Regions from separate parts of the Sus scrofa genome. Here all the other regions are linked to region 3. Evidence: chromatin contacts called from public Hi-C and promoter capture Hi-C data. All regions are on one chromosome and are shown on one strand. Each heading gives the region's core, a stretch centred on a gene start, on an enhancer-like site or on the middle of the called end of the contact. The rest is flanking DNA. Distances are from core to core; before and after follow the strand shown.

Region 1 (6,517 bases), core at 2,561-5,060, 180 kb after region 3:
AATAAAGAAATGGACTAATAATTTGATGTGGCCGACACATGAATGGGTTGTTTGTTTTTAAAACCTAAGTGGTTTAGGGAGGGTGGAGGGGGGGAGAAGAAAGTACATTTTAAAGCTCTAGCTCCAGGGCAAGTAATAAAAATTGTTGCTTTAATGTTTTTTTCATAATATTTTGAGCAATGGGAAGGTCTACTCCATCACACCAGCCTTCAGGGCAGAAAGTTTCAGCCTCCTGAGCTAAATCAAACTGGCACTGGCTCTGGGTTTTTCAGGCAGCCACAATTTGGTCTCTGCCTTCTGTGAGACTAAACTTGACTGACAAAGAAGAAACAAAATAATTTCCCATTTACTCTACCAGCCTCTCTTTTCCTCTTTTGCTCTTGTCAATTAATTATAAGAGTTCTGGAGTTTGCATTGTGGCTCAGCAGAAATGAATCTGATTAGCATCCATGAGGATGCAGGTTCGATCCCTGACCTTGCTCAGTGGGTTAAGGATTCGGCATTGCCGTGAGCTGTAGTGTAGGTCACAGACACAGCTTGGATCTGGTGTTACTGTGGCTGTGGTGTAAGAAGGCAGCTGTAGCTCTGATTGGACCTGTAGCCTGGGAACCTCCATAGGTGCGGCCCCAAAAAGTAAAAAAAAAAAAAAAAAAAAAAAGGAGTTCCCGTGGTGGCGCAGTGGTTAACGAATCCGACTAGGAACCTTGAGGTTGCGGGTTCGGTCCCTGCCCTTGCTCAGTGGGTTAACAATCCGGCGTTGCCGTGAGCTGTGGTGTAAGTCACAGACCCGGCTCGGATCCTGTGTTGCTGTGGCTCTGGCTTAGGCTGGGGGCTACACCTCCGATTCAATCCCTAGCCTGGGAACCTCCATATGCCGTGGGAGCAGCCCAAAGAAATAGCAAAAAAAAAAAAAAGAAAAAAGGAGTTCTGGAAACTCATCGCACATCTGTGCCCCTAGATCACAGCGAGGCAGTCACTGTACTTTGTCAGCCTCAGGAACTGTCATTTTTAGAAAGAAAGAGGTTGGGAGGCAGCAACTTTCCAAGGACCAGAAGCTAGCCCAAGAAACAACACTGTTTGGTACCCACAGTTCAAAGCCCTCTTGACATCACCCTTCTTATAATCCTTGGATTGGTGAGTCTGAACATGTTTAAAGTTAGGACGCTTGCGCACCTGGATCAAAATACTAGAGTCCACTAGAGTACCAGTGGAACTCAGTAATGTTCAAAATGATATAACAACCAATTCTCTGTAATTCATCTTAATCATTCTACCCTGAGCTCCCGTTCTAAATGCTCTTACCCACAATGCCCCAGAGTTTAATATGTATCCTGGAACACACACAGAGACCACATTTTTCCAACATTACACAGACTTTCCCAACAGAGATTATCTATGTTGCTGGGACAAACCCAACCTTCATCTGCCTGTGTTTTGAATACCTGTCTTTCCCATTTTCCAAGTACTGTTTCTATTTAGGAAGGTTGAGCAGGGATTACAATCATGCCTAGCACTTAGGTTTATAGCAAGGATTAAATGGGGCAATATAAGTAAAAAGTTAAATATAACAGTGCTTGGTGCATGGTCAGTGCCCCATAAATACCATTTCTGTTACATTCCATGCCTGAACCATATGTGACCCATAATTGGATCTTTGAGAAAAGAGAGCAAGTTGGGTTTTTTCATCAAGCACCACGTTTGGCTTCCCCTCTCTCAATAGACTAGAAACAACTGAGGTAGGTAACATTATTTTATTTTACTTAACACATGTGGGACTTTGTGTTCATTAAATGAAGCGTGCAAAAAATATATATATTTTAATATGTACATAAAATGAGTCAAGTGCCTTTCACAAATCCCTAAGGCCTTTCCATTTCCAAAATGTTGAGATCTAGGATAACGAATCTCAAAAGCAGGCAAATTAATAGTGATACAGTTCCCTAGATAAACTGAAAATATCTGGCATTGTCAGGCTGGTTGTATTGGAAACAAGTTAAACCCAGCGCCAGGAGCCTGTGGCAATGCAGAAAGCAATCTTGCCCTCCTTTCTCCCCTTTAGCCCAGAGGCTCTAATTCTCATCTCAGTCTTCCAGGTCCTTAGTAGCAGATGTGGAGGGGAAGAAGAATGAGCTGCAATGTGCAGAGCCAAGTGGGGCCAAGATTCTGCAGAATCCCGAGCAGAGTAACTGAAATGAGCAAGCTTCATGAAATCACCTGCAATTTCACCTTTTGCCTAATAAAAGAGAATCCTAGCAGTGTAGCTCAGGCAGAGGCCCTACCTGACCTTCTGCGTCTTGGAGATGAGGAATCTGAGACCTAAAGAGATAAGTGAGGAGTCTCAATTCATCCAGCTTTTCTTTTTTTTTTTTTTTTTTTTTTTTTTTTGTCTTTTTAGAACTGCACCCACAGCATATGGAGGTTCCCAGGCTAGGGGCTGAATCAGAGCTGTAGCTGCCAGACTACACCACAGCCACAGCCAATCGGGATTCCACCCGCGTCTGCAACCTACACCACAGCTCACGGCAACGCCACATGCTTAACCCACTGAACAAGGCCGGGGATCAAACCCAAGTCCTCCTGGATACTAGTCGGGTTCATTACCACTGAGCCACAGCGGGAACTCCTCATCCAGCTTTTCTGAAGTCCAGGTCTGGAAACCTAGAACCGAACCGATGCAGGGACTAATCGAATTAAAGCAGTCGCAACCTCCGTCACTTCCAAAGTGTCTGCATACAGATAACTCTCTCTCTTTTCCTCTCTGAACTGTATCCAGCCTTCTTCACTCACCCACAAACCAGGCAGCACCTATCTCAGGAAAACAAGATCCTCCACAATCCTGGAGTCAAAGAAGTGTTTGGTTTTACAAACAAGTTACTAAAAGCAGTCATGAGGCGCTACCTTCAGATTCACCTTTATCTTTTAGAAGTAACTTAAAAATATTATAGTGACAATGATTCTCCAAAGCAGAAAAAAAAATAGAAAACAAAAGCCAAAAGTAAGCCTAGGCGTACTTTGTTTTGAGCAACACATATGCAAAAAATCCAGCTAGAGTGCAAATATGAGGGGGTGTTTCTGGTGACTATTCAAAAACAGCATAGAATACTACTTTTAAGGAGTCACAATCAGAATGACTCCATTTTACAAGGGTGTAACATTTACCCAGCTTTTGGAAAACTACTGGAAGATAAGTGATTTAAGACTGTCTCCACTGCCTCCATGTCATGTATATCCGTTCATGTATTCATTCAGCTCTCTGTTCCGAGTACTCATGCACTTATTCATTAATTCACCAGTTCTCCTTCCTGGGAATTCATTCATTCAGCTGCTTACTGAGTACCCGACAAGTCAGAGGTTCTGCTCCCATTGAGCCCAGATGGGCACATCAAAAATGAAAGTACAAGATAAAAGTCCAGAGGAACCACAAAGGAGCCCCGATAAAGCTCAGGAGAACTAGGAACTAGCTCCAGATGCGGGCGAGATAGGTTCCTCTGGGGCTTGGGCTGGACTTCCTCTGCCCTCACACCAGAGGGAAAAGGAGCCACCACGCCTGGCTCGCCGCCCTGCGCGTACAGCATCCTCCTCCATCCTGGCGCCCAACCTCGCCTTCCCCATTTCTGGGCCCTTGTGGCGGAAGCCTCAGGCCTGCTGCGTCTCCCAGGGGCCTTCCCACCCCGTCCTTCAGTCACTCGCAGGAAAGAGCGACTTGGGAAGTCCCCCCACCGCCAGGGCCCACACCCGCCTCAGCCCGCGGGAGGGGAGGAGCCAGGCCCAGCCGCCCGCGGGCACTGCCGGGCCGGCAGCGAACGCACCTGGTCGGCCTCACCGGCAGCGGCTGCGGCGGCGGCGGCGCCTGGGACCAGACTCGCGGCCCAGGCTGCAGGTGGCAGCGGCCACACCCCCGACGCGTCCGGGTCCCAGTGCGCCTCCAACCGGGAACCGCGGCCCTGCCCTTTGCGTGGCGGGAGGGAAGGCGGGGGCGGAGCGCCCGGGACGCGGGGCGCCAGCGGGAGGGCCCGGCTGGCGTTGGGACACCGCCTCCACGACGTCCGCGGGCCTCGCTGCGCCTCGGACGGCCTGAGGGCTGCAGGCCGACCGGGCACCTCACCTTCTGGGTTCGGCTCCCAATTGAAAATTAGTGTCACACCCTGGGTGGTGGGCCCCGCGTCCGTGCTTCTTTATTTAGCTGCCAAAGGGCCTGAATGTTGCGCTCAGGCCCCTTGCGGGTCCCCACAGCCTGGGTCTCTGGGCCTCAGGGGTTTCAGGAGCTGCTGCTTCAGGTCGACCAAGGGCTTGGCCCGAGAGTATCCTGTGATTTAACGAGTGGCCGCGCGGGCAGGGCAGGAAGGGATAGTGGAGCTGAAAGGAGAACCTGAGACGTTTCGCTCTGTAACTGAGCCTGGATGGGGCATCGGGAGAGCCCAGGCTTGGTGAGCTGTCAAATGCCGCCCACGGATACGTGATTATTAAACCGTTATTTTCCTGTCCTGGCGGGCAGGACTGCTAGAGAGGGCGGTGAAGATGGGAGGTGGATGAGGCGACCCAACCTGGCAGATCAGAAAGAGTTGTTATCTCTTTGGTTTATGTGCAAAGGATATGAGGATGCCTGAGAAAAAAAGGAGGATTCATCTGATGACCCGGTGCAGCTTATCTCAAGGAGACTCACATCACTGGTCCTAAAGTGTGTGCTCTTGTATTTTCAAAGTTTTCTGTTTTGATAAATTTGAATTCCTTTGTTTAACCACTCTTAGCAAATACAAGCAGTTATCTTTGTGAAACTTGGAGCAATTCAGATCTCTCCTCTTAACCAGAAAAGACAGACAGACAGAAAGCTAGAAAGAGTTGGGGGGGGGTGGAGAGGGAGAAAAGAAAGACAAAAAAAAACTTTTAATAATAAAAAAAAAATCACTGGGAATTTTAAAAAGTACAAAATGTGCAATGACTATTTACCTACATACATTTAACCTGTAGTTAACAATCTCTCTAAACTTTTAGAAACCCCATTACCCACTGAATAAAATATAAACTCTGAAACAAAGTAGTTCCTCACAATGTGATCCCGCCTTTCCGGGATCCTCTTTGTGGTTCTGTATTCAGCTCCATTGAATTACTTTTTTCTTAGACTATGTGAGGTAAAGGAAAGTTTTATTATTTCCAATAAGTCATAGACTATCATTTTTGTAAGATGCAATTAAAAACTTGCTAGAAAAGTATAAAAAGACATAAAAAACTACAAGCCCCAATTTTCATTACAGATAGACAACAGATACACAGATATAAAATTACTGTCAATTTATTTTTGTTTTCTTAGCATGTCTAAGTGTTTATTCTCAGTTTCCAGATTTATCTTATCAGGGACTAGTAAAACCAATTCATAGATTGGCACTGATGACCATACTTACCATACTTTTAGTCAGGTCTGATGACCTGACTTATTCTTCAAATATGTCAGGTGCTTTTTGCTTTGGGGGCCTTTTCTTGTTATTCCTTTAGGGCTAATCAAAGTTCTTCTCATGCAAAGTTCAACTCATAATGTTATAATAATGGTAATAGCTTCCTATTTATTGGCTGCTTTATGCTTTAAGACTTTTCATGCATTAATTGTGAGTTCTTATCTACTCTATGAGTTAGGTATTATTATTATTCCCACTTTACAGATGAGGACATTGAGGATTAGAGAAGGCAAATCACACACAACTAGTGAGGGGCAGAGTTAGCACTCTGACCTCAGTGGGCCTGATTCCATAGCCCATGCAGTCAACCATGATGCTGGGCCCTCCTCCTTAAAAGCTTTCCATTTGCTTTGGAGTTGAAATTAGTCACATCTTGCTTGTCCTAACACAGTATTTTCCCCCCATTTGGGGGGGGGGTGGGTAAGTTTTATTGAATTATAGTTGACTTACAATGTTGTGATAATTTCTCCTGTACAAGAAAAGTGATTCAGTTATACATATACACATATCCATGTTTTAGTTCAGATTCTTTTCCCATGTGGGTTGTTACAGGATATTGGCTAGAGTTCCCTGTGGTACACAGCAGGTCCCTGTTGACTATCCATTGGTTTTTATTGATTTCTGGCTTTGAGCTTTAAGCATCTGAGTACAGTGACATTTTTGTTTCTCCACACCTCGTAGTGGTGGTCTCTCCAACTGGAACATCTTTTATGCCCTTGGCTCTGCTCATAATGACCACTGGAAACCAAGTTCATCTTCATCTTTGTGCTACCACTCTCTTTTGTGCTTACATCAAGTTATCTTATAACTATTTGCTTATATCCGTACCCCGTTAGACCCCAGGCCGCCCACTGTATTCAGGTATCTTGCCATAGATGTTTTTGTTTATTTAATTGAACAAGCACTTTCATAGCATTTATGATGTATCAATTACTGCTCTAAAAGCTTTACCACCTGATAAACAGCCCTACAAAGTAGATAGTCATATGAGGAAACTGAGGCACAGAGAAGTTACTAGGAAGTTGCTAATAAATCACAGAGGCAGCATTCCAAGGCAGGCAACCTGG
Region 2 (6,283 bases), core at 2,603-5,102, 140 kb before region 3:
TCTAAGGGCCTGAAGAACAGAGGACATGCTTCTGTACACCCAGCTTTTAAAAGCGCTTTCAAATAGTAGCTGTTCAGTATGGTACTGATGCTAAACTTGCAAGGATAGACAAGGTAAGGCTTCCCATTAGTTTGTCTTATTTTCTTACAAAGTGACCCTAAATTCAGGTTTCTCCGAGATTTTTCTTAGTTTGCTTTTGTGGGGCAATTTTACATGCTACCCTCTCCACCCACCACCTGCCAGGGGACATTCGGTAATGTCTGGAGACATTTTTGGTTGTCACAACCGGGAGGGGGCGGGGGAATGGTGCTCCTGGCATCTAGTAGGTACAGGTCATGGATGCTGCTAAACAGCTTCCAATGCAAGGGACAGATTTCACAACAAAGGATTATCTGGCCCAAATGTCAAGTAATGCCAAAGCTGAGAGACACTGGCCTATTTAGAAGTTAAAAAAAAAAAAATGCATAACCACCTTTCCATTTCTCCATGTTTAAAACACTAGCGGAGTTCCTGTCGTGGCGCAGTGGTTGATGAATCCGACTAGGAACCACGAGGTTGTGGGTTTGATCCCTGGCCTTGCTCAGTGGGTTAAGGATCTGGCGTTGCCGCAAGCTGTGGTGTAGGTCGCAGACTTGGCTCGGATCCTGTGTTGCCGTGGCTCTGGTGTAGGCTGGCGGCTACAGCTCCAATTCAACCCCTAGCATGGGAACCTCCGTATGCCGCGGGAAGTGGCCCTAGAAAAGGCAAAAAGACTAAATAAATAAATAAATAAAACACTAGTAAGATATGAATAAAAATGATGCTCTAAAGATTTGCCCCAAGACAATTTCAGCCGTCTACTGTTCAGAGAAACAATTATTTAAAGGGCTGATTTAGGATTAGAAAGGTTCATTAGAAGTCAAAGGAAAAGCATGAATTTAAACGCATGTGTACTTAAGGAAGCAGTGTAAACCTTTCACTAAAGGGAAGGTTCTGATCTTTACTACACTGGAAACTGAGGTTACTCTACAGTTACAATTTAAAATATTCCGTTGAGGAGGCAGGTTCAAAACCACCACTGGTCTGTTCAGACGTGGAACTCTCATTTCAGGTTGTTTCGTTATTTCCCATCTCACTCAAAATCCACCTTTCGACCAGCACACAAAGAGGAAAGGTATGGGGTTTTTTTGTTGGCAATAGGATCATCAGAATAAACTGCTTTCCCAAATAGCCCTTCCTTCTCATGGCTGTCCATCTTTCTTTCCCACGTCTAGGTTAACCTGGAAGGTTCCATTTTTCATCCTAGCTTCCTTATCGCAGCCAAAGGAATCATTCCTCCAGGACTGCTTTGCTCTCCTTGACTTCCGTCATGGAAAGACGACAGCAGCAAAGCTATGCTAACAGCTTGAAGATGTCTGGAAAGATAAACAAGGACAAGGAAGCGGGGGAGCTGCTGATTTTTCTTTGCACTTGGTTATGACTTTCTTACAAAGTCTCCAGCTGATGCGGTTGCATTTGCTACAGTTTTATTTGCTTGTTCATTTTCCCTAGTGGCTGATCATCTTTGCTACTTTGGATATCCAGCAGACACTTGAATAAAATTTTCTTTCTTTAAGGGGACAAATGAGTTCTTTTCTGAGAATCAACTGACAAAAAACACACCGGCCTCAAAAGGACCTTTGAACATTCCACAGTAACTAATCTGTTGAGTATTGTGTGTGTTGAGTTAAACATGTCACCACTGCCACCCTCACACATTGGTTAACGACTTTCTAAATATTTACCAAGATCTTTAATAAGCGAGAGTGCTTCCCATGATATAAAGGCTCCACCACCATCATCCATGGCACCCTGCCCGACGTCCCAGCTGTCCAGATGTCCACTGACCAGTACGACCTAGAACAAATAATAAAAAGAGGGAAAAAAAAGCTAAGCAGAAATGACATCAAAGAAGAGGCATTCATAGGCACTCCAAATACAGAAATGAAGCTTTTATATTTTCTTTTCTATTTTTATGTCTTAAAAGATCTATATCATTAGTAGCATAAACATGGTACACAGGCATTTACATAAAGGGTATAAGATCATTGTAATAGTAATAAAATATCCCACCTTGTCCCTCTCTTTATTAATATAATTTTAGGTCCTAAAGAAAAATGGTTTATTACTGATGGATGTTTGACAACGTCATTAGAGTGCTTAAAACCTAAATGACATAAAAATGGATCTCAAAATCTTAACCATATTCTCAACTGTCTCAAATTCCAGCAGACAAATAATAAACATGTGTTAAATTGCATTCAAGTGAAAAAGTGAGAACGGTAATTAATTTTTTTTAATTATTGTGCTTTTTCAAGGAGACTAAATTTTATAGACATCTTTTAAACAAAGTAAAAACCAAGTAAAATGATGCTGGGTTAACAGGTTATCCACATTGAAAGTATGTCTCTTGATCTCTAGATAATGCAATATATAAATATCAAGTCACATAAATTGCAAATTTAAATAAAGATGTTAGAGGAAATCTTAGAACAGCTCTGTCACTGGCAATAGGCAAAGGTTTCTTAAACTGGGCACAAAAAGTGCAAGCTATAAAAGAAAAGAATAATAAATTGGACTTTTAAAATATTAGGAATACTTGTTCATCAAAAGACTCCACTGAGGAGTGAAAAGGCAACTCACAGAGGAGGAGAAAATATTTATAATATTTATATTCAGTGAAGGTCCCACAGCCAGATTATGTAAAGAACTCCTATGAAACAGTAATGAAAAGAGAGTCCAGTGATAGACAAATGGGCAAAAGACTTGAAAAGACAATTCACAAAAACAGATACACAAATCACTAGTAATCATACTAAAAGTTGCTCAGATTCATTACCATCAAGGAAATATAAATGAAACCCCATTCAGTGCATATCCATTGGAATAACGAAATGGAAAAAGACACAAAATATTGGTGAGGAGATGGAGCACCGAGAGTACTCAAACATTGAGTGTGAGTATAAATACTTACAATCACCCTGGAAATAGCTTAGCTGCTAAATCTGAACACATACACACCCCGGGACCCAGCAATTCTCCTCCCAGCTACACACCAACAGGAATGGATGTGTGCGGCTGCTTTCACCAGAAAGGATGTACCAGAACATTCAAGGACTATTCGTAATAGCATCAATCCCGCCCCTGCCCCGCCCCAAGAAAACTATTCAAATACCTGTCAGCAACAGAATAACAATGTATTGTACTGACCCCTGGAACATTACACAGCAGTGGGGATGAAGAAACATGATAAATGCATGAATCTCATGAACATAGCGAAGAATCAAAGCCAGACAGAAAATAATACATTATGTATAATTCCACTTACATAAAATATCAAAACAAGCAAAACAGGAGAATGGTCGACCATGGTAAGGAAGGGCATGATTTCTAGATAATGCAATATATAAATATCAAGTCACATAAATTACAAATTTAAATAAAGGAAGAGGGCACAGTCGAGAAGAGGGCGCTGGTCATGCTCTGCTTCTTGACCTGAGTACTGGTTATGCAGGTGCCCTTGGTTTGCAAAAGCTCATCTCATCACACACTTAGGATCTGTGCATGTTCTCTGAGAATATTACACTTCCATAAAAAGTTTTGTTTTTTTTTTAAAGTTAGATAGGTCGATGTCTACATAGGCAGTACGCAAACCAAAGCTGAGCAAGTCTTCTTGATGATTAACATGAGAATTCCCCATGACTTTGGGAAAGCAGGATTTGGGGTTAAAATATCAGGGTGCCCCCTCGCACTGCCTCCTTCCCTGAGCAGCTGCAGGATCTCGCACTGACTCTGTATGGACAAACAGACCCAGCCTACTATGACTTCACTGGAGTCACAAACAAGGACAATGCCCCAGACTAACAAATGGCCATGTAATGAACCCAAATGGATTGTTTCAAGGGGGGAAAAAAAAAGGATGAAGAAAAAACATGTTGCAATAGCAGGAAATTCTGATTCAGAAGTGGTGTAATCCCATTTGGGGATGACAAGCCAATTAGTCAACATTCTCACCACCCTCAGAACCATTTTCCCAATGAAGTTAAAGTTTCAGGGGATAAAAAGTGTGAACATCTACTTTAATCAATTTTTCCTTGAGATAACACAAGAGTAACTAAATTAAGGCAACTATTGTTTAACCTTCAGACTTCCTTCAGAATAAGTGAGGTTGTTTTACTATCATACTTTATGTTTTCTCAAATACCTCCATTCTCCAATCCAGGATTATTATTTAAACTAACAGTTAAATGATGGAGAAAATGGTTTTGAATGATAAGGAACTAAATGACACCCCGTAGGGTAAGGTTATTGGCATGGTGATATGGAAGAATGATCACAAACCATTTGAATTATGAGTTTGTTTGTGTTCCTTTTTTTTACAAAATATATTGGGGGTCACCAAGAGATAGTAGTAGTAATTCTATTATTAATTCATTTAAAAACTAGCCCATGAGAAAAAGTTTCTTCTAATTCAGTAGCATCTTTGATGAACTTGAATTTCCCTCATCATAAGAGCTTCGACCTTGAAAACAGTAGGGGCAGGAGGTCTCATTCAACATGATGTCCTGCTAGCAATGTCTTAATGCAGTCTCACCAAGGATGCCAGCGGAAAAGTCACTATGCCTTATGCCAGGGTCAGGCAGAAATGAGCATGAATTGTAACACATTTGGATCTGATTTAAGGAAACGAAACAAAAACAAGACAGGGTTCTGAGATATAGTAAATCCAGTTTTATGAAAAAGAATCACCTTATAAAAGATAGGAGAAGGCACTGGTTCTGTTGCCAGATGTGGGGCTCTTAGAGCAGTAACATGGCCTAGAACCAACAGAGAAGTGGGGCATTCACTCCTGTGCTGAGCCCTGAGGCAGACAGAGCACTGACCAATTCCCCGCTTCCCAATTTCCTTCCTACAACCACCTCCTCCAAATGCAGTGAAGAGTAAAAATTATTAAAACAGGAGTTCCTGTCATGGATCAGTGGTTAACAAATCTGACGAGCATCCGTGAGGATGCACGTTAGACCCTTGGCCTCCATCAGCGGGTTAAGGATCCGCAGTTGCTGTGAGCTGTGGTGTAGGTCATAGACACAGCTAGGATCTGGCATGGCTGTGGCTGTGGTGTAGACTGGCAGCTGTAGCTCTGACTGGACCCCTAGCCTGGGAACCTCCATATACCACAGGTGTGGTCCTAAAAAAAAAATTATAAAAAACAAGAGCAAGAGCCAAGAAGAGCCACCACCAAACACATGAGGAGGCAGAATGGGGGCTGTGAGGCTATGAAATACAAAGTCTGTTATCTGTGAGGCACACATTAGCCCCGACCACCAAGACCCACTCAAGCCTTAGGGTAGGGAGCCGGGGAGGGGCTTCTGCAGTAGGCCAGAGAGGCACTGGATGACAGCCTGTGAGGATGAAGAATGGGACTGGCACAACCAGCTGCCAGCCAGCTGTGGGTCTGAGAGCCAAGATACACTACATTAAGGGTGAACAGACAGCAGCCCCCTGGACAAGCCCCACTGCTTTGTTGTTGGGGCATATGGAGAGACGGAGTACAAACAGATTTGCCTGATTAAAAGGAGGATAAGAACATAATCTGAATGAGACGTGAAAAATATGGCAGAACAAGGGAGAGAGAATAGCTTCAAAGGAAGTACATTCTTGCAAAAACACGACACGGCAAGATAGTGGAGAACACGTCTTTGGCATGTGTGCAAAAGCCCTTAATCAACAGTTTTTATTGAGTTTCTATTATGTGCCAGAGATACAGACATGGACAACACAAGCAAATATTCTGACTTACTGGAATTTATATTCTGGGAAGGGAGATGGGCAATAAATAAATATAATATAATGATAGTTTTAAGTATTATGAAGAAAAACATGTCAGAGAACGGGAACAGAGGGTGGTGTGGTAGGGAGAGGAAAAATCAGTTAGCTTCCTCCTAAAGTGCAGATAAGTCACAGGAGAATTCCGGCCCCACCCTAACAGTGGGAGCAATCTGGATAATCCAGAAAATCATAACTTTTTAAAGGCCCATTAGAGATCTGGGATTGGAATTCAACCAAAGGGACTGAATTGCAGAGGATAAGCTCATCCAAGGAGCAGTGGGAATATGGAACTGTTTGCCTTTAGCCGTGAGTGGAGGGAGAGGCGGGAGTTATGAAAGCCGGACTGGAGTTCTCACTGTGGCCCAGCGGAAATGAATCTGACTAGTATCCATGAGGATGTGGGTTTAACCCCTGGCTTCGCCCCATGGGTTCAGGA
Region 3 (6,479 bases), core at 2,474-4,973:
CTCCATATACCACAGATTAGGACCCTAGAAAAGACAAAAAAATAAAATAAAAATAAAATATTTTTTTAAAAAAAGAAATTACATTCTTATCTGTGCAGTTGTTTCTATCTGACTACCATTAGTGTGTAAGATGCACAAGGACAGGGACCTTGTCTGTTACTCACAGTCATTGTCAAATCCCCAATGCCTTTCCTCCCTCAAAAAAAGTTTGTGAATGAATAAATGAGAGTGACTGAAAAGGACTACTTTAGACAGTGTCTAGGGACAGCACTGCCACCCCCCAACAAGGAAGCAATATATTAATTGGAGCTCGAATGAGAAAAGAAATGAATGAATGGATTATTTACATCAGTTAGAAGCTAGTCTACCTATTTCCCAGAACCAAGCATTCTCCTATCAGGGCTGGATTTATTGCTTTCACCCTGGAAGCTTGGGCCCATGACATGATGCCGTCAGTCTCCTCTCCCGGCCCTTTTCAGCAGCCACCTGTTGTCCAAAGATAGAAAGATATCTTAATGTGACTGATGGAAAAGATGGCTGGGGTGGTGAACTTTATATGTCAACTTGACTGGGCCATGAAATACTAGATATTTGGTCAAACATTACTGAAGATGTTTCTGGATAAGATTAGTATGAGTGGGGTCTCAACCAATCGGTTGAAGGCCTAAATGAAAGAAAAAACAAAAAAAAACCCCACAAAAACTGACTCTCCCCAAGTGGGAATGAATTCTCCTACTTGACTGTCTTCTAGATGAGACATCAGTTTTCTCCTGCCTTTAGACTCAATCTGAAACAATGGCTCTTCCCAGATCTCAAACCTGCCAGCCTTTGGGTTGGAACTACCTCACTGGCTCTCCTGGTTCTCAGCCCTTCAGATGTGGACTAGAACTACACAATCAGCTCTCCCAGGTCTCCAGCTTGCAGACCTTGGGATTTAAAGCCTCCATAATTGCATGAGCCGATTCCTTATACTAAATAAGGTTAGACATATGATGATAGATGGATGATAGACAGATAGATTCTACTAGCTCTGTTTCTCTGGAGATCCCTGATCCTCTTCCCTTCTTGTTCTAACACTTTAACTGGGCCTTCAGTTTCCGCACCCTGTTTCTTTTCTGTTTTTTGTTAATGAGGTTTTTTTTTTTTAATTGAGTTAAGGCATTATAGCAATTATATTATCAGAATACAACTTAATCACCAAGATCAAGTATAAAACATTGGCTCAAAAAAGTCTATGTAATGTATATCTTACATATATTCAAATGCCACCCTGTTTCTTAAGAAAGAAGACAATGTGACTTTTCTGGATGACTCAATGTTATCCTTACAAACTCCCATCTCTGTGGGTATTGCAATCCAGTTTTGTAGCTACACTGTTTTCCTATCTCTTCCTCTAATGTCAAAATGCCCTCTATCATGCCTACATCTGTTAATATGGTATGTCCTTAAAATCCAGATATCTAAACTTGCCAAAAATAACGTGTTAAGAATAGCCAACACAATATTAATGGAGAAAAAAGTTGAAGGACGGACACTACCCGACTTCAAGACTTGGTACAAAGCTACAGTAATCAAGCAGTGTGGTATTAGTGAAGAAACAGATAAATAGACTGATGGAACAAAGTAGAGATCCCAGAAACAGCCTTAAATAAATATAGTCCAACTGATCTTTGACAAAGGAGCAAAAGTAATACAATGGAGTAAAGACAGTCTCTTCAACAAATGAGCTAGAACTAAATATCCACATGCAAAAAAAAATGAATCTAGACACAGGCTTTATACCCTTCACAAAAATAGATCATAGACATAAATATAAAAGCAAAACTATAAAATTCTTGGAAGACAACATAGGAGAAAACCTACATGACTTTGGTTATAGTGATGCTTTTTAGTGCAATACCAAAGACATGATCCATTAAAGAAATAACTGACAAACTTGACTTCCATTAAAATTAAAAATTCTGCTCTGTGAAAGACAGCATCAACAGAATTAGAAGATAAGACACTGACTGGGAGAAAAAGATACTTCTGATGAAGGATTATTATCCAAAATATACAAAGAATTCCTAACACTAAACAATTTTAAAAAAACCAAACAACTCAATTTAAAAATGGGCCAAAGGCTTTAATAGACACCTCAGACATACAAATGGCATATAAATATATGAAAAGATGCTCTTTATCATATGTTATCAGGGAAATGTAAATTAAAACAACAATGAGTTAGCATAAACCTATTAGATGGCCAAAATCTCAAACACCAACACCACCCAATGCTGGTGAGGATGTGGAGCAATAAGAACTTTCATTCACTGCTGGTGGGACTGCAAAATGATGCAACCATTTCAGAAGGTACTTTGGCAGTTTTTTAACAAAACTAAATAACTCTTACCACACAAACCAACAATATTTACCCAGAAGAGTTGAAAACTTATGTCCACACAAAGCCCTGAACACAGATGTTTACAGAAGCTTTACTCATAACTGCCAAAATATGGAAGCAATTAACATGTCTTTCAACAGGTGAACAGATAAATAAGCTATGGGACATCCAGGCAATGAAATATTATTTAGCAATAAAAAGAGAGAAGCTATCAAGCCACGAAAAGACATAGGGGAATCTTAAATGCATATTACTAAGTGAAAGAAACAAATCTAAACAGGCTACATACTATATGCTTTCAACTAAGTGACATTCTAAAAAAGGCAAAACTGTGGAGATCAGTGTTTGCCAGGGGTAGGGACACAGATGGATGAGTAGGCAGAGCACAGAGGATTTTTAAGGCAGTGAAGATATTCCATGTGATACTGTAATGATGGTTGTCTGTCACTATATATTTGTCCAGTCCCATAGAATGTATAATACCAAGAGAGGCACCTAGGATAAACTCTGGACTTTGAGTGACAATAATGCATCAAGGTAAGTTCATTCTTGGTGAAAATTTTTGCCACTCTGGGGAGTGATAATGCTTAAGGGGGACACTGTACATGTTTGGGGCAGTGAGTATGTGAGAAATCTCTGTATCTCCTTTTCAATTTTGTTGTAAACCTAAAACTGCTCTTCAGAAATAAAGCCTTTAATAGTAATAATGTGTTCGAGTTCCAAAAGCTTTTGGAGAGAAGAGCAGAAGTGCAATGATATTTTGCCACAAGGGAGCTGTGACAGCTAAGTGGGTTGGTTAGAGGCTTTTTTCTCTGATTTTCACCTTAAATTATTAATGAAACTTCAACCTCCAGGTAAATATGACATGGCCACCAATTGGCTTTGCTCCAACCATGAGATTCCTAACACCAAGCACATGTACAAAATTTAGTACAAAATTAAATAATAAAGAAAAGTGTGGGTTTTCCATACTGTTTGGTACTTTATTTCTTCACTCACAGTATGCCTTTTCCATGAGTAAATTTCACACTGAATTAGCAACACCAAACCACCAAAACATGTAAATTCAGAGCTAAAGCTTACAGACTGGAAAAACATAAAGGTTCTCATGTGAACCAAATATGGACCAAAAAAATTGATGCCCAGGATGAAAAACATCTGCTTTGTTTGTGTACTTAAAACATCAACTTGGGTTGCTCTCGTAGAAGGTCTGTTGTGACCAGCAACAACACAGTTCAAGGTTGAGGGAAAGAATTTCACCACAAACATAAGCAAACAGCAAATGTCACATGAATTACCAGTGTTCAGAGGAGACATTCCTCCCATGCCTATAAAGGTTAATCTCTCTCTTCCTGTTCTCAGGGTATGTTAAGAATTTAATGATTCATAGATTAGAGCCTGCCCCAGTGCCCTGGCCTTGAATTTTAGAATGTTTTACATGAACCAAAAAAAAAAAAAAAAAAAAAAAAAACTCACCTTCCACTAAATACCTTCCTATGTCATTTATGTCCATAGTTCCCTCTCTGGCAAGTGATAGCCAAAAAGAATCAGTCTGATTGGGAGGCAAAGGGGGAAGATATTTAAGAAGACTGCTGTTCATCCCCTGACGAGAAGTCTCAAACATAACCAGGGTTGGGGATTGTCCAAAGTGTGAAAGTTTTTGCAGCTTAGCTAATAGACATATTAAACAACTGGCAGGGCTCAGAACTGAGGCTTCTTCAAATATGTGCCCAAACAGGTCTGGGGGTCTGGGAAGCATTAGCAATAATAAGTGTAAATAAAGGGGGGACATAAACCTGTTAGGCTGAGTCACTAGAAACTCTTTTTCTTGGAGACTTACCAGAAGAACTTCATTTGTATTTCAAGGTTTCCATTTGGGTCAAGCGTGAACAAGGAAAAAGAGGGGCGGGAGAGATAGAGAGGCCACCTGGAACGTGAGCTGGGAGACTGATAAGCATTTCTCCAGTCGTGCCATCTGCTGTGTCCTGGCACTTGTCATCCAAATTGCTGTTCTCCAAACAAATTTAGTTTCCCCCAGACAGTTCAGCTTAAATGAGCTCATACTGTCTATCTGACACCTGTCAAAAGAAGAGTGAAAAGATTTCTCTAAGCCCTGATTGAAGGAGAGAGGGAGGCAGAGAGAGACGGAGGGGGCAGGAGCAAAGAAGAGGGCAAATAGATGGGATGCGTGCAGAGCAGGTGCTCTTTCGTGGCGGGCAGTGCATTTTTATCTTCACCTATAAATCTCACACCAGAAGGTGGGAAAAGAAGAAAAAGTACCACTTCCCATCACATTTGCTGAGACAAATATGATCGAACACATGAAATATGAAAACGGGACAAACTACCTTCACTCTCACCTGGTGTCAATTTTTTTGGCTGATGGTTGTGTGCGGTGTTTTGGTTTTAGCTAAGAAAGGAAGAACTAGCAGTAGAGAAATCTGATCTGCTTTTGACAGCCTGACCAATGCCCTTTTCCCATTCCAGCTGGAACAGGATTCAGTCACAGGCAGGGGCAAGCGGAGGAGTGATTTCATTAACTAAGTCTGGATTTTGAGGTTTGCATATCTGCAGATCTGGTTTTTTTGCCTCTTGAGGTCTTGGAGAGCTGCCAATCTGGGCAAAAGGAGGGATGATAATGGATGGAAGCTGCCACAGGGCAAATCTCTGGAAGGGGAGATATCAAAAACAGTTGCCAGGAGGGGAACTGCCTGTGCCTATGCCTTGCAGGCTGGGAGGTAACAGGGAATCTCATTTAGGAACTGTCATTTGCTGTGAGAAGGTCCTGAATAAAGAGAAGGAGGAAGGGGACAAGAGGAAGAGCAGGAAATAAATGAGCTTCATACAAATATGACCAGAGATGTCTTTCAAAACCCACCTTCCAAAGTGAAAGGGGCCAGGGCTGCAGCGGCCTCTTCACTGTCCTAGGATACGATCTTGATGAGATTACTCAAATGCAAAATGAATCTAAAGCTCCCTGTCTCCCAAGGCTCTTGTAACGGTTCAGCTGAGATGAACTTCATGTATACATAAAGCACCCAATACTTAAAAGCTGTCGAATATATGTTAGCTCTTTTCTCCTCCCCTTCTTTGAACTAAGAGATTCCTAGAACTCACAGCAGAGAAATTCACATCAGTTAATAGGCAGCATTTGGGCATACATCCATAAACTTAAGTTTTCTCAGGAGAATAAATCCAATTAAAGATAAAAATCGCTGTACTTTCACAATGCCTATCTGGGCTATTTATGAGCATCAGAGTCCCTTTTAACAATTATTCCAATGGAGCAGGATTTTAAATTCACCATGGTGTTATGGATACAGCTGGTGCTAAGCAACGTAAGGCACGTAAGCAATGAAGATCTATTTCACAGCTTCTTTCCTTAGCAGGAGAAGAGATGACATTTTGTCGGCCTTGCCTCCCTGGAGATTAAAAACCAAGCCCCAGAGGAAGGCCAGGCAGCTGACATAGAGACTCTGCCCCTGCTGAGGAAAGGAAAACACAAAGCCCATTTTAAGCTTAGTTCTTCACAAGGTGAGTTTCCATTTCCTGTGAGTGATCATGCTACAGTGCACTTTGCTGAAAGTCCAATCAAAATCAGCAAAGAAACCCTGTTATGTGCCATTTTGGAAGCCTCTGAACTCTTAAAAATATCAACTGGGGTGGGGGGAGGAACCCTACAGAGATTAAATCAGTGCATGCCTAAATTAATTGACTCAACCCTGGGAGTCTGGGTATAGCTGATAAGAGATCCACCCAGGAGACCTAAGAGAAAAGAAACACAGTATCGAGCTAAAAGACAAGTGGTCCCTGTTTTGTCAGTAAGTAGCTGAGTGACCTTCAGCCCCAACTTCCTCACCTGTAAGAGGAAGGGGTGGAGTGGATATTTTCTTCAGGGCTCTCCCAGCTCTAACATTTTGAAATCTAAAAGGGAAAGGGAGTAGAAATAGGAAGACATTGCTTATAAGAAATTCCAAAGGCCCCAAACTGAAAAGGCCACTATTACATGTATAGAAATGAGGAGAAGGAGGAGACGGATGAGGATGAGGATGCCTTACACTGGTCCATGCCCTTTACAGGTGTTAACTCTTAATCC
Region 4 (6,071 bases), core at 2,167-4,666, 240 kb after region 3:
GGGCAGGCTGTCACAGGGCTCCCTGCCACAGCCCAGACGCATGTAGATGCCAGCACCACACCCCGAGAGCAGCAGCGCCTGGGAGGCTCACGGACCAGGGCGACAGCCCACCACGAGCCAGAAATGTGGGTGAGCTGTGTCCCGGGCTCACAGGCTTAGCAGGGCCTTAATGACAAATGCAGATAAACCCACATGAGCACATTCTTTTCATACTCCTGGCACTTGGTAACAGCAAATCACATGCTGACTATGGAGAGCGATCATTCACTAAGTCAACCAGCTCCACAGCTTCTTAGCTCTTCAGTAAGAGTTTAAGTATTAAAATTCAACCTAATCCCGCCAAGAGAGGAGCCTGCATGAATCAGAGGCAGAGCAGACATAGAGCTTTTCTTAAACAGTTTCAGTGAATTGATATTTTACCACCAATATCTCATGAAAGCCCAGAAATCAATGCAACAGTTAACTTCTCAACATTTGTATGTGGAGATAGGAAACAGTCATTATTGTCCTATTTTTAAAAAAATCAAATTGGTGAGTGCCCGTTGTGGCTCAGTGGTTAATGAACCCAACTAGTATCCATGAGGTCTCAGGTTGGATCCCTGGCCCCGCTCAGTGGGTTAAGGATCCGCTGTTGCTGTAAGCTGTGGTGTAGGTCGCACTTGGCTCGGATCCCACGTTGCTATGGCTGTGGGGTAGGCCGGCGGCTCCAGCTCCAACTGGACCCCTAGCCTGGGAACCTCGATAAGCCATGGGTGCAGCCCTAGAAAAGACACACACACACAAAACCGAATTGAATATTTGTTTCTAACAAGAATGATAAAAAATGTTTCCCTTCCTACAGTGTCTTTCATTTGATTTCATCTTAAAATAAAGCCTCCTGTTCCAGCTCTCACTGGGCCTGGCATGATGGGGCCACCTCCCAACCCAGCATCACTTTCCTCACTCAGATTTTGGCTTCTGGGTGGAGAGGCTCCAGTGGCCTCAATCTGAACCCATGTGCAGGAAGGTACAGGCATCCACTTTGTTGCAGCAACCGTATCAGCACATTTTGAGAACTGAGACCTTAGGGACTGGTTTCCCAGTGGCCTGGCCTGCAGGCTCTGAGGGGCCACCTCAAGCCAAGAGTATGCTGGGACTTTTCTGCTAGAAGAGTCAGAGCTTAACTCTGCCATCTGAGGCCCTTCTGCTGGATACGGGTCTCTAAGGCTCACACCATCCCAGGCTGTAATTCCCAAGCCCATTGGCATCACTGATCCCACTAGACTTTCAGCCCCTTTGAGGGTGGGGACTGTATCTCATATATCTTCAAGCCACCCCGACTCCCTATAATCACAGTACCTGGTGTATAGGAGATGCTCAGTAAGTGCCACTTGGGCTTTTTGTGGTCCTGCTGGTATTAAACTTTGCCCTGTGAATTTCTGCTTTTTAGGGCCACACCCGTGGCATATGAAGGCTCCCAGGCTAGGGGTCCAGTCGGAGCTGCAGCTGCCGGCCTGCACCACAGCCACAGCAACACCAGATCTGAGCCGCATCTGCGACCTATAGCACAGCTCACGGCAATACCAGATCCTTAACCCACTGAGCGAGGCCCGGGATTGAACCCCTGTCCTCACAGATACCAGTCGGGTTCTTCACCTGCTGAGCCACAACGGAACTCCTGTTCTGTAAACTTCAGCTATAGGACCCTCTCCTCTTGTGCTTTCTCTCAAATCTTATCTATAAAACAGGCTCTGACTTCTCTAGCCCTTACCTGTCCCCTGTAACAAACCACTATTTTTTTTTTTTTTTTTTTTTGCCTCTTCTAGGGCCGCTCCCATGGCATATGGAGGTTCCCAGGCTAAGGGTCAAATCAGAGCTGTAGCCACCGGCCTACACCACAGCACAGCAATGCGGGATCCGAGCCACGTCTGCGACCTACACCACAGCTTGATCCTTAACCCACTGAGCAAGGCCAGGGATCCAATCTGCAACTCATGGTTCCTAGTCAGATTCATTAACACTGCGCCACGACGGGAACTCCACAAACTACTATTTTGGATTTTGGAGCCTATGAACAGTTTAAAACAACCTCTTTTATTTTTCATCATTTCAGGTCTATTTGCTCTTGCTCTTCTGCAGGTGAAGGCAGGCCCTCAGTGACCTGGGTGTGCTCCCTGCCCCTCTCAGTGTGCACGGGGACTCAGTAAATATTTTCCGACTGAAATTTCCTAAAACAAATTGGCCTTTGACTCAGGCTGCAGAGGTAACGTGTTTTACAAGGCCTCCAGGACTCCTACAGTTAAGATCTTTCCATCCAAAGGGTGGGAGATCATTGGTCCCACCCGTCCCACACACACATGGCACGGCACCTACTTAAGCAACCTTGAGACTTAAAAGCAGAAACCTGTTTGCTTTTTTCTTAACACTGAATGGCTTTCATTTTCCTCTTGGCTTGGGTCAAAAAAGTTTACGGCAGCATGAGCCACACGAAGATCTTTGACGCCTATTCATAAACTGAATTTCTATTCATGAGGTGACCGGGTTGTTGGCCTGAGGCGTCTGTCACAGCAACCGGCAGACTGGGCAAAAAAATCATCTTCCTAAGGAATTCTGGCCACCTCACATGCAACCACATGCGGTGGCTAGAGGGGCAACTGACTTTTTCAGGACAATCGGCTTCTTAGGAGGAAGCTGGGGAGCCTGAATTACTCCGAGACTGGGGGTCAGGACGCCTCCAGAGAATCTGGCTCACTCTCAGCTGCTCCAGCTCTGTGGGGCTCGCTCTAGGGGCTGATGGGATGTTTCATGTGCACAAAGGCAGCTACAAGGATTTGTTCCCCCATCATCCGAGTGGTGCAAATAATAACGACATCACACTAAAAGTTACCTCCTGCTCTGACATCAGGAGGACCAAGCTTGGGAATGACCAATATCCATCCTTCCATAGAGTCCAACGTCATAAGACTAAGCAGGCTCCTTTCCACTCTGCAGCAGGTAACACGCCAAGATCATCTCCAATCTCTTTCTTTTGAAACCAAAAAACACCTTTGCAAGCGTGACAATTCCTTTGGTGAAGATGCCACCGTCGGTGCATAAAGGGTGGCTGCAGTTGACACACCTGGGGAGAGAAATGACTTCTGCACTAACATTCCTGGGGGGCCGGGGGCAAGACGTGCATCTCTCAAAAGCCAAGAACAGGGGAGACTCAGGACCACTGCTTCTACACCCAGTCAACTGTGCCTTGCCTCCCTAAGCAGAAAACCCCAACACACCCTGAACAATGGGCTTGAGGAGACACAGCCACTGGACAAAGGACCTGAGAAGAAACATGCAGAGGCAGAGCCTGGAGCGAAGAGGTGCTGCCTGATGGGGGGGTTTCCTAAGGAGGTGGCTTAATCCGGGACTGGCCATCTCTGTGAGGCAGCACCAACACTGTTGGCTAACAGGGCTCAGAGTACAAGCTGCAAGAAAAACAAAGCTGGTCTTTCAGACCTTTCTCCCTTAGCTGATGCAAGATGCGCATCCAGGAGAGCAAAGGGAAGTGGTGGAAAGCAACCCGGTACAACAAGGAGGAAAACGGACTACAGACCAGAAAGGCAGTTTCTGCTCTATGCCTCATTCAGCCATGGAAACAGTGCTAAATTGGCTCCATAAGGGAGGCCGCTCTTCCCAGAAGAGAAGGCGCCCTGCTGGGAGTTTTCTATCCCCACAATGCCTGGAAGGCAGGCAAGATACACATTTGTTTCCAACTCCACGTCTTCTTCTCCGGTCCCCAAACTGCAGCCACCTCAACACGCTGGGTCTGGACTATTACAAGGGCTAAGCCACCCTCAAGTCTTTGTCTTTGAATCTACTGTATGCTGAGGGATCACTCTTTTTTTTTCTTTCCTTTCTTTTTAAAAAAATGTTATTGGGTATAGGGAGTTCCTGTCATGGTGCAGTGGTTAATGAATCCGACTAGGAATCACAAGGTTGAGGGTTCAATCCCTGGCCTAGCTCAGTGTGTTAAGGATCTGACATTGCCGAGAGCTGGGTGTAGGTGGCAGATGCAGCTCGGATCCCTCGTTGCTGTGGCTCTGGTGTAGGCCGGCAGCTCCAGCTCTGATTCGACCCTTAGCCTAGGAATCTCCATATGCCACAGGAGCGGCCCTAGAAAAGGCAAAAAGACAAAAAAAAAAAAAAAAAAAAAAAGTCATTGGGTATAGTTGACTTACAATGTTGTATTGCTTTCAGGAATACAGCAAAGTGAACCAGACATATATATATTCATTCTCTTTTCTCATATAGGTTATTACAGAATACTGAGTAGATTCTTCTGGTCTATACAGCAGGTCCTTGCCAGTTATCCATTCTATACATAGTAGTGTGTACATTCTTAAACGTGGCTATAATTACTCCCCTGCCAAAAATCCCTTATTGGCTTTCCGTCACCTATAGGATGAAATAAAAACTCTTTAGCTTTGAAAGACATCCTTCTACCATATCGCTTCACCCGCATTTCCAGTATCAGCTGCTGCCACTTCCTCTACCCAAACCCCAGGCTCCATGACCCAAAAAAAGCCACTCAGAGACCTGGTGATACCAATTTCCTTCATACAAAATCCCTAAGAGGAAATAAAACTCCTTAAGGATAGAAAATGCAGGAAAGCAGAGTTCCCATCATGGCTCAGCAATAACCAACCTGACTAGGATCCATGAGGACGCAGGTTCGATCCCTGGCCTCACTCAGTGGGTTGAGGATCCGGCGTTGCCATGAGCTGTGGTGCAGGTCACAGATGCGGCTTGGATCCCGCATTGCTGTGGCTGTGGTGCAGGCCAGCAGCTGCAACTCCAATTAGACCCCTAGCCTGAGAACTTCCATATGCTGGAGGTGTGGCCCTTGAAAGAAAGAAAGAAAGAAAGAAAGGAAGGAAGGAAGGAAGGAAGGAAGGAAGGAAGGAAGAAAGGAAGAAAGGAAGAAAGAAAGAAAGGAAGAAAGGAAGAAAGGAAGAAAGGAAGAAAGAAAGGAAGAAAGGAAGAAAGGAAGGAAGGAAGGAAGGAAGAAAGAGAAAGAAAGAAAGAAAGAAAGAAAGAAAGAAAGAAAGAAAGAAAGAAAGAAAGAAAGAAAGAAAGAAAGAAAAGAAAGAAAGAAAGAAAAGGAAAGAAAATAGAGGGAACAGATGGTGATCTAGGCCTTACAGCTTCAGGATGATGAAAACTAGTATCCTGACAAAATGATTCAACCCAAACCTCTATGGTGTTTGCACTAAAAATAGAGAAAATTCTGATTCAGTGCCTGGAAGACCGTCAAGACCATTCATCTCAGTTTTAGTATGAAATATCACAAACCTGCCCTTTTCCTCAGCCAAAAAAAGAAAAAAAAAATGTGGGATGGCAACTGAACAAATCTACTTGTTGGATTTTTCTTGTGCAGGTAAAACTTACATTGAACAAATACCATGTTTCAAACTGCCAGGGAGGAAACCTGTTACGTAGAAATTCAAAATCTTCCTTGAAAGATACACTGTCTTATCTAACAGACAGATGTCCTCTAAATGCCTTAAATTAGGGCAACAGACAAACAGTGGTCAAGATAATTAAAGCTGAAAGCAATAGGTGTTCAAATTCACCTTACAGTGCAGACTTAGGTTGAGGAAGTCAGAAAATAGAAAACCTGACTCTTTCTGGGTATCACACACGGCCCCCTCGAGACCCAACTTCAGAAAATTGGCCTTTGGACATAAAGATAAAATATTCATGTGGCCTGATGTGACATTCTGAATCGCATCACAGAAAACAAATCCTTAGATGATGCCTCTTAGTTTCAGCATAAAGGCACGTCTAGCCCTGATTTAAACTCAAATGTCTATTAACTTTTATGGTGATTACAAAGCACCAAACTGGCTGTAACTTTAGCTTATTTTTCCAAGGGTGACTTAATAAACTATTTTATTACTAACAAACACACACTGTAAATGAAATAATAGTGAAACTTTTCTCCCACATAGTCCCACAGAGATGCTAGACTTGCCCTTAAGACAAGCTTGCCAATTCTGGCTTAGGTAGGGCCCAAAGGAACACATAATCTTAGAGCTTGATGGGACATTATAGGC

The links. Promoter capture Hi-C pulls out the DNA fragments that hold promoters and counts their contacts. A called contact is a pair of places that touch in the nucleus more often than the background predicts.
Region 1: a contact with region 3 is called in a promoter capture Hi-C map of liver, with 3 times the contacts expected there. The contact joins two enhancer-like sites. A contact is called at or near these places in 1 of 5 promoter capture datasets (liver), 1 of 47 Hi-C or Micro-C datasets (retroperitoneal adipose tissue) and 2 of 2 datasets of contacts at active chromatin or transcription factors (alveolar macrophages and skeletal muscle).
Region 2: a Hi-C map of liver shows a contact between it and region 3, with 2.4 times the contacts expected there. The contact joins two enhancer-like sites. A contact is called at or near these places in 1 of 5 promoter capture datasets (liver), 5 of 47 Hi-C or Micro-C datasets (liver and skeletal muscle) and 1 of 2 datasets of contacts at active chromatin or transcription factors (alveolar macrophages).
Region 4: a contact with region 3 is called in a Hi-C map of liver, with 5 times the contacts expected there. The contact joins two enhancer-like sites. A contact is called at or near these places in 1 of 47 Hi-C or Micro-C datasets (liver) and 1 of 2 datasets of contacts at active chromatin or transcription factors (alveolar macrophages).

Annotation. Positions count from the first base shown.
Region 1 is chr4:39,963,676-39,970,192 of Sscrofa11.1, forward strand. No RefSeq gene overlaps it. Among named protein-coding and RNA genes, the nearest start is that of CPQ, 110 kb to the left of the region's middle. Within about 2 kb of position 3,811, at least 41 of the 83 cell types and tissues checked have an H3K27ac peak or open chromatin away from gene starts, as enhancers often do. A contact at or near this core is called in liver, where this site is marked.
Region 2 is chr4:39,641,154-39,647,436 of Sscrofa11.1, forward strand. CPQ (carboxypeptidase Q) reads right to left here. Exons shown (of 8, transcript NM_001243691.1): 4 at 1,764-1,875. Among named protein-coding and RNA genes, the nearest start is that of CPQ, 210 kb to the right of the region's middle. Within about 2 kb of position 3,853, at least 9 of the 83 cell types and tissues checked have an H3K27ac peak or open chromatin away from gene starts, as enhancers often do. A contact at or near this core is called in liver, where this site is marked.
Region 3 is chr4:39,779,053-39,785,531 of Sscrofa11.1, forward strand. All of the region lies in intron 2 of CPQ (carboxypeptidase Q), which reads right to left. Among named protein-coding and RNA genes, the nearest start is that of CPQ, 74 kb to the right of the region's middle. Within about 2 kb of position 3,724, at least 16 of the 83 cell types and tissues checked have an H3K27ac peak or open chromatin away from gene starts, as enhancers often do. A contact at or near this core is called in liver, where this site is marked.
Region 4 is chr4:40,018,930-40,025,000 of Sscrofa11.1, forward strand. The region is part of intron 1 of SDC2 (syndecan 2); the gene reads right to left. Among named protein-coding and RNA genes, the nearest start is that of SDC2, 110 kb to the right of the region's middle. Within about 2 kb of position 3,417, at least 3 of the 83 cell types and tissues checked have an H3K27ac peak or open chromatin away from gene starts, as enhancers often do. A contact at or near this core is called in liver, where this site is marked.